3 separate regions of the Arachis hypogaea genome follow, and regions 1 and 2 are each linked to region 3. A link is a contact called in public Hi-C data. All regions are on one chromosome and are shown on one strand. The core of a region is the stretch at or near the end of the contact, and the rest is flanking DNA. Distances in the headings are between cores, read along the strand shown.

What was found. A called contact is a pair of places that touch in the nucleus more often than the background predicts.
Region 1: a contact with region 3 is called in a Hi-C map of leaf, with 3 times the contacts expected there. The contact joins the enhancer-like site here to the promoter of LOC112715576 in region 3. A contact is called at or near these places in 2 of 8 Hi-C or Micro-C datasets (both in leaf).
Region 2: a Hi-C map of leaf shows a contact between it and region 3, with 5 times the contacts expected there. The contact joins the promoter of LOC112715572 here to the promoter of LOC112715576 in region 3. A contact is called at or near these places in 2 of 8 Hi-C or Micro-C datasets (both in leaf).

Annotation. Positions count from the first base shown.
Region 1 is chr10:39,509,588-39,512,444 of arahy.Tifrunner.gnm2.J5K5, forward strand. No RefSeq gene overlaps it. Among protein-coding and RNA genes, the nearest start is that of LOC114924535, 19 kb to the right of the region's middle. Within about 2 kb of position 1,259, at least 1 of the 3 cell types and tissues checked has open chromatin away from gene starts, as enhancers often do.
Region 2 is chr10:39,489,584-39,492,383 of arahy.Tifrunner.gnm2.J5K5, forward strand. LOC112715572 (ferredoxin--nitrite reductase, chloroplastic) reads left to right here and starts at 1,534. Exons shown (of 4, transcript XM_025767343.2): 1 at 1,534-2,124. The coding sequence starts at 1,725.
Region 3 is chr10:39,838,220-39,840,919 of arahy.Tifrunner.gnm2.J5K5, forward strand. LOC112715576 (abscisic acid 8'-hydroxylase 4) reads left to right here and starts at 1,267. Exons shown (of 9, transcript XM_025767355.2): 1 at 1,267-1,926; 2 at 2,024-2,348; 3 at 2,614-2,700. The coding sequence starts at 1,694.

The DNA.
Region 1 (2,857 bases), core at 9-2,508, 330 kb before region 3:
ATCTAATCATAGGTTGTTCTTATAATTTAACAATGTGTTAAATATAATATATTTTTAATTAGTTACAATTGTAACAAATTATTTGAAAATGATTACAATTTTTACAAAAATATTTTAGATATTTATTTAATTATATTTATTGTTTAATAACATAATTGATTATTAGAATAATAAAAAAATTTAAAATAAAATAATAAAATCTATTATAACAAAATAATCAAATATTTTATATTTATATAATTAATTTTTTTTATAAATATTAAATATATTTTTTTTTATACAAAGATGATCGAATGGTGATTAAATTTTTGTGTCTAACCGTTCATGTAGAATAATTGTAATTATTAAAGTAATAATAATCACTTTATCAAAAGAAGTTACCATATTTTAATATTTTGACTACCACTAGAAAAGAATAATATATTTATTTATTTATTTAATTGGCAGCACCTTTAAATGTTTGGAAAATAAAAATGACAAATGTACATCTCAACCCAGACTCAGTAATGCTGCTTAACAATAACACCTATCCCACTATATTCTTGAGGTAAGAAAGTGACCTTGCTTTCGAAGACTCAATGGAGAAGCCACTTTATTTGGATTTAGATTGAGATCAAGCATTGTGATATCAATGATGAAAGCGAAGTTTTATTATAATAACCTCATTATATTCTATGAAATTATGAAAAACAAAGAATGGAGCCGCATAATAATCTAGCTAGCATACACCACCATTTTATAATCAAATCAAATGGGATTAACAATTTGACTTTATTATTTAAATATCACACACTTATCAGTTCGCAAATACTAATACATTCTAAAAAGAATGTTGTGTTCGACGCTCTTTTAAATTAAAATTAACTTGTTATTAAAGTTATAAAACAAAAAAATAAAATAAAATACTCTAAACCTTAAATCTTAAATGAGTAATCTAATTCTAAAAATTTATTAAATAGAATAATTTTACAATTTATATCTTATTACATTTATATTTTAGATGTTTAGTAAGGTAAGACATTATATTAAAGTTGGTTGTTAAATTTCCTGAGCCAGTTACAAAGGAACCATATGCGATATGTGTAATGCCACTCATCAAAATTTTATCCTCACTACATCAATGCAAAGCTACAGAGCCGTGATAAATCCACATTCTTGGAGTATAAGTTCATTGCTTTTTGTAGCCGCACTTGTATGAAAAATTAAGTACCATATAGTAGCATCACATACACCGTGTTTCAAATAAAGTGTTATACTTTTGTACGCGTGTTTAGCGACAGCTCCAATTGTGGATAAGCACTTATTACTACATGTTATTGCTCCTCGCATAGGATGATGAGGCATATTTTTAGTCAAATTGAAGTATTTGGAGAAACTGTTACGTTCTGAGTTAATAGGAACATAAACATGATGACAAGACACAAAGCTCGCTATGTGCGAATTGTAGCTAAGCAAATGTTCGATTACAATTATTAATTAGATGGTGGGTGGTGTTGAGAAGAGCAAGAACATTCAGTGTTCTCTGACGACGGTTTTTTCTTTTTTATTGAATTTAAGGTGCAAACGTGGCAGTCTAGGCCATAGGCATGTGATAATATTAACGGAATTAAATGGGGTGGCGTGAATTAAATCCAAACTGGATCTGCCACAGTTATCACCAACAAATCCATGAAAATGCGGCAAAATTATAAGAAGATAGTAGATGAAAATGTTTCATTTATTATTATTATTATTATTATTATTATTATTATTATTATTATTAAGTACGATTTTGGCCTTTAAGGTAGGGGGTTAAAAATTCCTTTCGTCCCAATCTTTTTCTGCATTCAAATTCATCTCTAAGATTTAACTTGGTTTTAAAATCTTAGTTTAAACCAAAATACCCCTTCCTTCTCTTCACCAAAATCCTCATTTTCTATTTTTTTTATCTTTTTCTCTATCACAACATCATCTCTTCTTTTTTTTTTTTCATCAAAGCATAAACAACAACAACAATAAAATAATATTATAAACATAAAAGAAAAACCAAAAATGAAGCAACTAGAAAAAAATAAAAGAAACAAAAGCAGAAGCAACCAGAAGAACAGGAGCAATAAAAAAATAATGGATAATGAAAATAGGAGCAACAAAGAAATAATATAATCTCCATCACTGTCTCAACTCCAAAGAAAAAAAAGAAGAAGCAGAAACAACTAGAAGCATCAACAACAACAATAAATAATGGAATCAGAATCAGAAGAAGAAACAGAAGCAGAAGAACGATGGAAATAGAATACAATTAGAATTAACAACAATAATAGAATCATAATAAAAAATAATGTAATTAACAAAATCAACAAATTCACAAATAAAAAAATTCAACAATATAATTAACAGAAGAAACAGAAGAATCAACAATATAATTAATAAAATCATCAAATTCAATCAGAAGCAGAATTAGAACCCTAGGGAGGACCAGCGACAAGGACGCGAAGCACAACGGCAAGGACGCGAAACACTACGGCGAGTGACGAGAAGCAGCGGCGACCAGCAAGGAGCAGCGACGACCGGCGAACGAGTGAGGAGGAGGAGCAGAAACGGTGAGTGGTGCGTAACCTCCACCCTCGCGGATCTGCTGGCGTCGACGTCGAACACTGGTGTTGACGTCCGTCCGTCCCTCACCCTTCCCCCTTCTTCTTCCTCTCGTTCGTCCCTCGCCCTTCCTCTTCTCCCTTCTTCGCCTTTCTTCTGATCTTTCCCCTTCAATTTATAATTTTTTTAATTAGGGGTAGTTTAGTAATAAAAAATTAAATTTTGATAAAAAAAGAAATAATTTTATATGCAAAAAAAAGTTGGGGACGAAAAAAATTTTTGACCC
Region 2 (2,800 bases), core at 284-2,783, 350 kb before region 3:
TTTTCATACTAAATGGATGTTCTTTTATATATTTTTCGAATTTTTTTGTATTACAAATGTGAATGTCTCTATTTCTTTAAGAATTTCATAATTTTTTTAAATTTTATAGATATTTAATTATTTTTACTAAAATATACCTGGATATTTCTTTTGTTAAGTATTAGAATTTTTTTATATTAAATGAATATTTTTTTATATTTCTGTAATTGTTCAAGGACTCCTTTTAACTAAGATCAAGTGTGTAATTTACAGTCTCTTTAATCATTGAAACGGCACCTAATATCACAAAACGAGATAGGGATGCAATAGGAACAAAGAGCTATGTATGCTCCACGCATTTTCGATGAGTTACGCCAGAAAGTGATGTCTATGTTTTATGTTGGGATATCTCTTGATAACATAATACAACACCATAATAGAGGTGATGCAGAAGTAAGGTGGACTCCCAAAACCGTGATGATTTTCTCACTCGAAATTGTGCAACATGAAACGGAGTATCTGTAATTCTTCACATGAAATGCAAGAAAACGATGAATGCAATGTAAAGATATGGGTCCAAGGTCATCAGAAGCATGTTTTCTGTTACCAAGATAACTCAGGTTTATAATTGGAATCCGACAAGTCAGATGTCAGTGATAGAAGAGAAGTGAATCGTGGTGGGGAGGTGATTGTTAAAGGTGCGTAAGTTAATGTTAAAGAGAAGAAGAAGATTTTTATAGATTTTAATTAGGTTTATTTAATCAATTTTAAATGTTTTAAATTTTAAATTTAAAAAATTTAAAATTAATTAATTATTAATATAAATTAATGTAATTTTATTTAATTTTTTGCAAATAAATTTTTGATTTTGTATATTTTTCCTTAAATTATTTATTTGATTAAAAAATCCCTCTTTCTTGCTGTTCTTTTCCTTTCCCGAGGTCGTATTCATGTGAAATGGATACATGCCGCCGCATGGAGTATAGTATACACTGGCTGGCATTATCACGTTAATTAATTAACTATAATTAATATTTTAAGCAGAATTTTTTTCTTTTATAAAATATAAAATAAATTTAATTTTCAAAACAAATTAAAAGCACATTAATTTTTTGAGATCCAAAAATTTACTTAACAAATAAGTGAATTTCAATAATGCAAAATAAATTCGCCTATTGTATTAGTAAATTTGTCTATTTACATAGAATTAGCTATTGAATTTGACAAATTTATTTATGTTCGTATTAATATTTTTTATATTTATAATTAATTTAATTTTCTTCAAATAATTTAAAAATATAAAATTGTTAAATTTAAATTTTAAATAGATATAATTTAAATTAACAATATAATTTAATTTAATAAAAATAAATATACTTATATTATTGTATTAATATAATTAATTATATTTATTTGATTAAAAAAATTAACAATTTAAAATTATTAATTTTAAATTAAGAAATACATGCATTCATATTATTTTTAAATTAAGAAAAATATGGTTTATTTAAAATAATAAGAGTATATTTATTTAAAATTTAAATTTAAAATTTTAAGATGTTTATGGTGAGAAGAAAACAAGATAACCTTTAGTAGGAGCGAAAGGACATGGATATGAAGAAAGAAGCTCTTGCCATCTCCTAAGGTCCCCTTTCACTCCCAACCTCTTATCCCTACAAAGATGTTCACACTTTTCATTCTCCTTCTCACTCACCGCCATAACCATAACATACACAAACACCATCATGTCTTCCTTCTCTGTTCGCTTTCTCACCCCACCACCATGCTCCCCCTCCTCCCTCTCTTGCCGCCCGAAGACACCAACATGCCTCTCAGCCACCACTCCCACGGCGGCTCCGGCCACGTCTCCTCCTCCTCCTCCTTCGGAGGTGGACGCCTCCAGGTTGGAGCCTAGAGTGGAGCAAAGAGACGGTTACTGGGTTCTGAAAGAAGAGTACAGGGGAGGCATCAACCCTCAGGAGAAGGTGAAGCTTGAATCGGACCCAATGAAGCTTTTCATGGAGAATGGTATTGAACAACTTTCTAAGATGTCTCTTGAGGAGATTGAGAGATCTAAGCTTACCAAAGATGATATTGATGTTAGGCTCAAATGGCTTGGACTTTTCCATAGGAGAAAGCATCAATGTAAGTCTAACTATATATATGTGTATATTTCCCATCATCAACCTTTATTTCTTAATTTTTCTTCCAACAATTGATTTTTCTTCTTTCGTAATATGTTTTGGTTTAGTTGTCTAATCATATAATCTTGAAAAAGACTAGTTTGAAGAGAGCACATTCATTTAGTTAGGTTCTTTGTTTTTAACTGTTGATTTGTGGTGTTTGTATAATCTTTGTATCATCGTACTTCTTTTTCTTTTGTTTTGAACTAACAATATGTCTTATGAAAATGATAGATAAATCTAAAACTGTTATATTATTTAATTTATTCATGTTTTACATCTTCATGCCAACATTTTCACATGATCACATCTTTGTGTATATAGTAACCACGTGTAAGTAAAATCACAAATATAGTAAGTATAATTCTTCTCATCATCATTTAGGTTACAAACTATAATAAATAAGGTGAGATGTTTCTATTTGAAGATGATGATTGAAAATTGAAATTGATATATTATTTGATTAAATTTTTTAATTATACGTTTTCATATTTTCCCGTGACACGATCATATCTCTGTATAAAGAGAAAATATAGGAAACCAATTTTTAGTTAGTTAAGATTACTAGATTAGTCAATTTTAGTGTTTAGATTTATAATTTAAGATTGATTATTTAAAATCTAAAATTTGATATAAAC
Region 3 (2,700 bases), core at 17-2,516:
TACTTCAATTTCTGGTCTTTTATCCTTTTAAATAAGAGTAAAGCTTCCAAAATTTGAGCTTAATTAAATATCTTTGGCATTGTTCTTCTTTCCTATATGTTAGAGCAAAAACACAGAAAAAAAAAATAAAACAACAGTAGTGATTAGAGTTGGCTTAAATTCTTATCTAGCTTCTTTTTTTTCTCTTTTTTTTCTTTGACTTAAAAGATTTGAAACATCTCCATTCTTTATCCCTAAATTTTAATTGTAACCTTTGATTTACGATCAAAATATATCACTTTCATATTCTTCTTCTTACTCAAATGGTGCATATAGAAGAAAGACAACTTCACCAAGTTAGAATGATAACACAAAAATAAAATTGTTATGCTGATTTTTCTTCTAATTTAACTTTTGATTTAATTTTTTTTTAGTTTCAACTTTTGATTTTTTTTCTCTTTTCTTTTCAAGGTCAATACTTGGCAATTCACTTTTTTTTTTTAATTTTTGAACTTTATTCTAAACATTTTTTTTTTTACTTGTGAAAATTCTTTTTTTCTTTAATTTAGGATTAGTCACATAGATTATAATCAGAAGAAAAAAAAAAGTATTTGATTGGAGTGTTGGATACATTTGACATGGGTCAACAATGAGAATGAATGTAGTCTATGAACATTTGAACTTGTTATTGAACATATTAATTTTTTACATAATAAACACATACATAAACAATACTTGTAGGCTTTTAACCCAAAACTATAATATTATTCATCATCAAATTATTATTCTTATTTTCTCAAACAACAACCGCAATAATAATAACAATAATACATCTTCTTATTCCAAAAAAAAAAAACTCAAAATAAAAAAAGCTCAAAAACAATTACAAACCATTCCCATCTTAGATACTTAAAATCGAAACCTTGACCACAGATTATATAAAGGCTCCTTCTTCACGTCACACCTCATCATTCTTTTTGTAACATTTATCCATGAGAATTGAGATACATCAGAAATGCTTTATTTGTCCGATCCATTTGACTATTTGGCCGCAGTTATCCATACAGTAGTAGTGTATATATACTATATATAGTAGCGCTCAAACATTTTGGGTAAAACGTGAACAATTTTTATAATAACTCAGATTGTTAAACTAAAATTTGCTTCTAGCGTTCATATTAAATAGACTTATCTATTAAAATTTTTTCTTTAAAAAATAAAATTTAAACCTTCAGTGTATTTATTGAAAATAATAATAATAATAATAAAGAATTTTAATTCATTCTCTAATTATTCTCTTAATAACTTTTTTTTTATGTTTCCAAAATTAATATATATTGGAATGATAACTATGAAGATGAATTAGATACACAGTATTTTACTCACAATAATATGTACCTTGAAATCTCATTTGAACTAAAATCTAACTAAAAAAGATAATCATTATTAATTTGAAATTTGATTAGTATGTAGATAAAGACCCATGCCTCCCAACCGTGCGTACTTGTTGCCTCTATATATACCATCTAACTCCAACGTATCCTTCATTAACTTTGAACAAAGAGAACACAACACACAGCAAGCTACCTATTCTTCCATTTAATAATTTCCTCGTTCTCTTCACCCGCAAACTACTGCGGGAACTTGAATAATCCTTTGTTATCATCATCAATTAAAGAAGAAAAAGCTAGCTAAGGCGCTATAATAATATTGTATGGAGATTAGTGCTTCTATTTCTACCTTATTATTATTACTATCATGGATGTGCTTCCTCCTCTTGTTCTTATTCCTCTTCTCAAATCTTCTAACAAAGAAACGAGACAAAGTCGAAAACGTAGCTAGTAAACCTAAGCTTCCACCTGGCTCAATGGGTTGGCCTTACGTTGGAGAGACTCTTCAGCTTTATTCACAGGACCCTAACATCTTCTTTGCGTCCAAACAGAAAAGGTTCTTAAAAACTATCAAAGAATAGGTTCTGTTAGACATAAATAAATAAGTTTATTGATATTATTACTAACCTATTTACTGTTCGTATGGTGTGCAGATATGGGGAGATTTTTAAGACACACATACTAGGTTGTCCATGCGTGATGCTGGCGAGTCCCGAGGGTGCGCGGTTTGTGTTAGTGACACACGCGCACTTGTTCAAGCCAACATACCCAAAGAGCAAAGAGAAGCTCATAGGTCCTTCTGCATTGTTCTTCCACCAAGGTCACTACCATACCCTTATAAGGAAGCTTGTCCAGAACTCCCTCTCCCCGGACACCATCCGCCGACTCATCCCGGACATCGAGACCGAGGTTGTTTCCTCCTTGGAATCCTGGGTCTCCGCCGGAGACGTCGTCAACGCCTTCCAAGAAATGAAAAAGGTTCGCTTTCATTATTTTACTTTCTAAAAATATACCTCTTCTCTTAATAAGAGTATAATTTTGATATGCGATAATAATAAAAATAAAATTAAGGTATCCATTAATATTGTCTCTTTTGGTGATTTAATTTTATTGCATTGCGTTAGATTTGGATTTGGATTTTGTTATTATTTGTTGATTCGTTCCTCATAAATATATGGGTCCTCCATTATTATTGTGAGGTCATGATCTATATTATTGATTTTTCTAACTCACTTGTTGACAGTTCTCTTTCAACGTTGGAATCCTCTCAGTGTTTGGTAACTTGGAAGGAAATTATAGAGATCAGCTTAAAGAGAACTACAGCATAGTT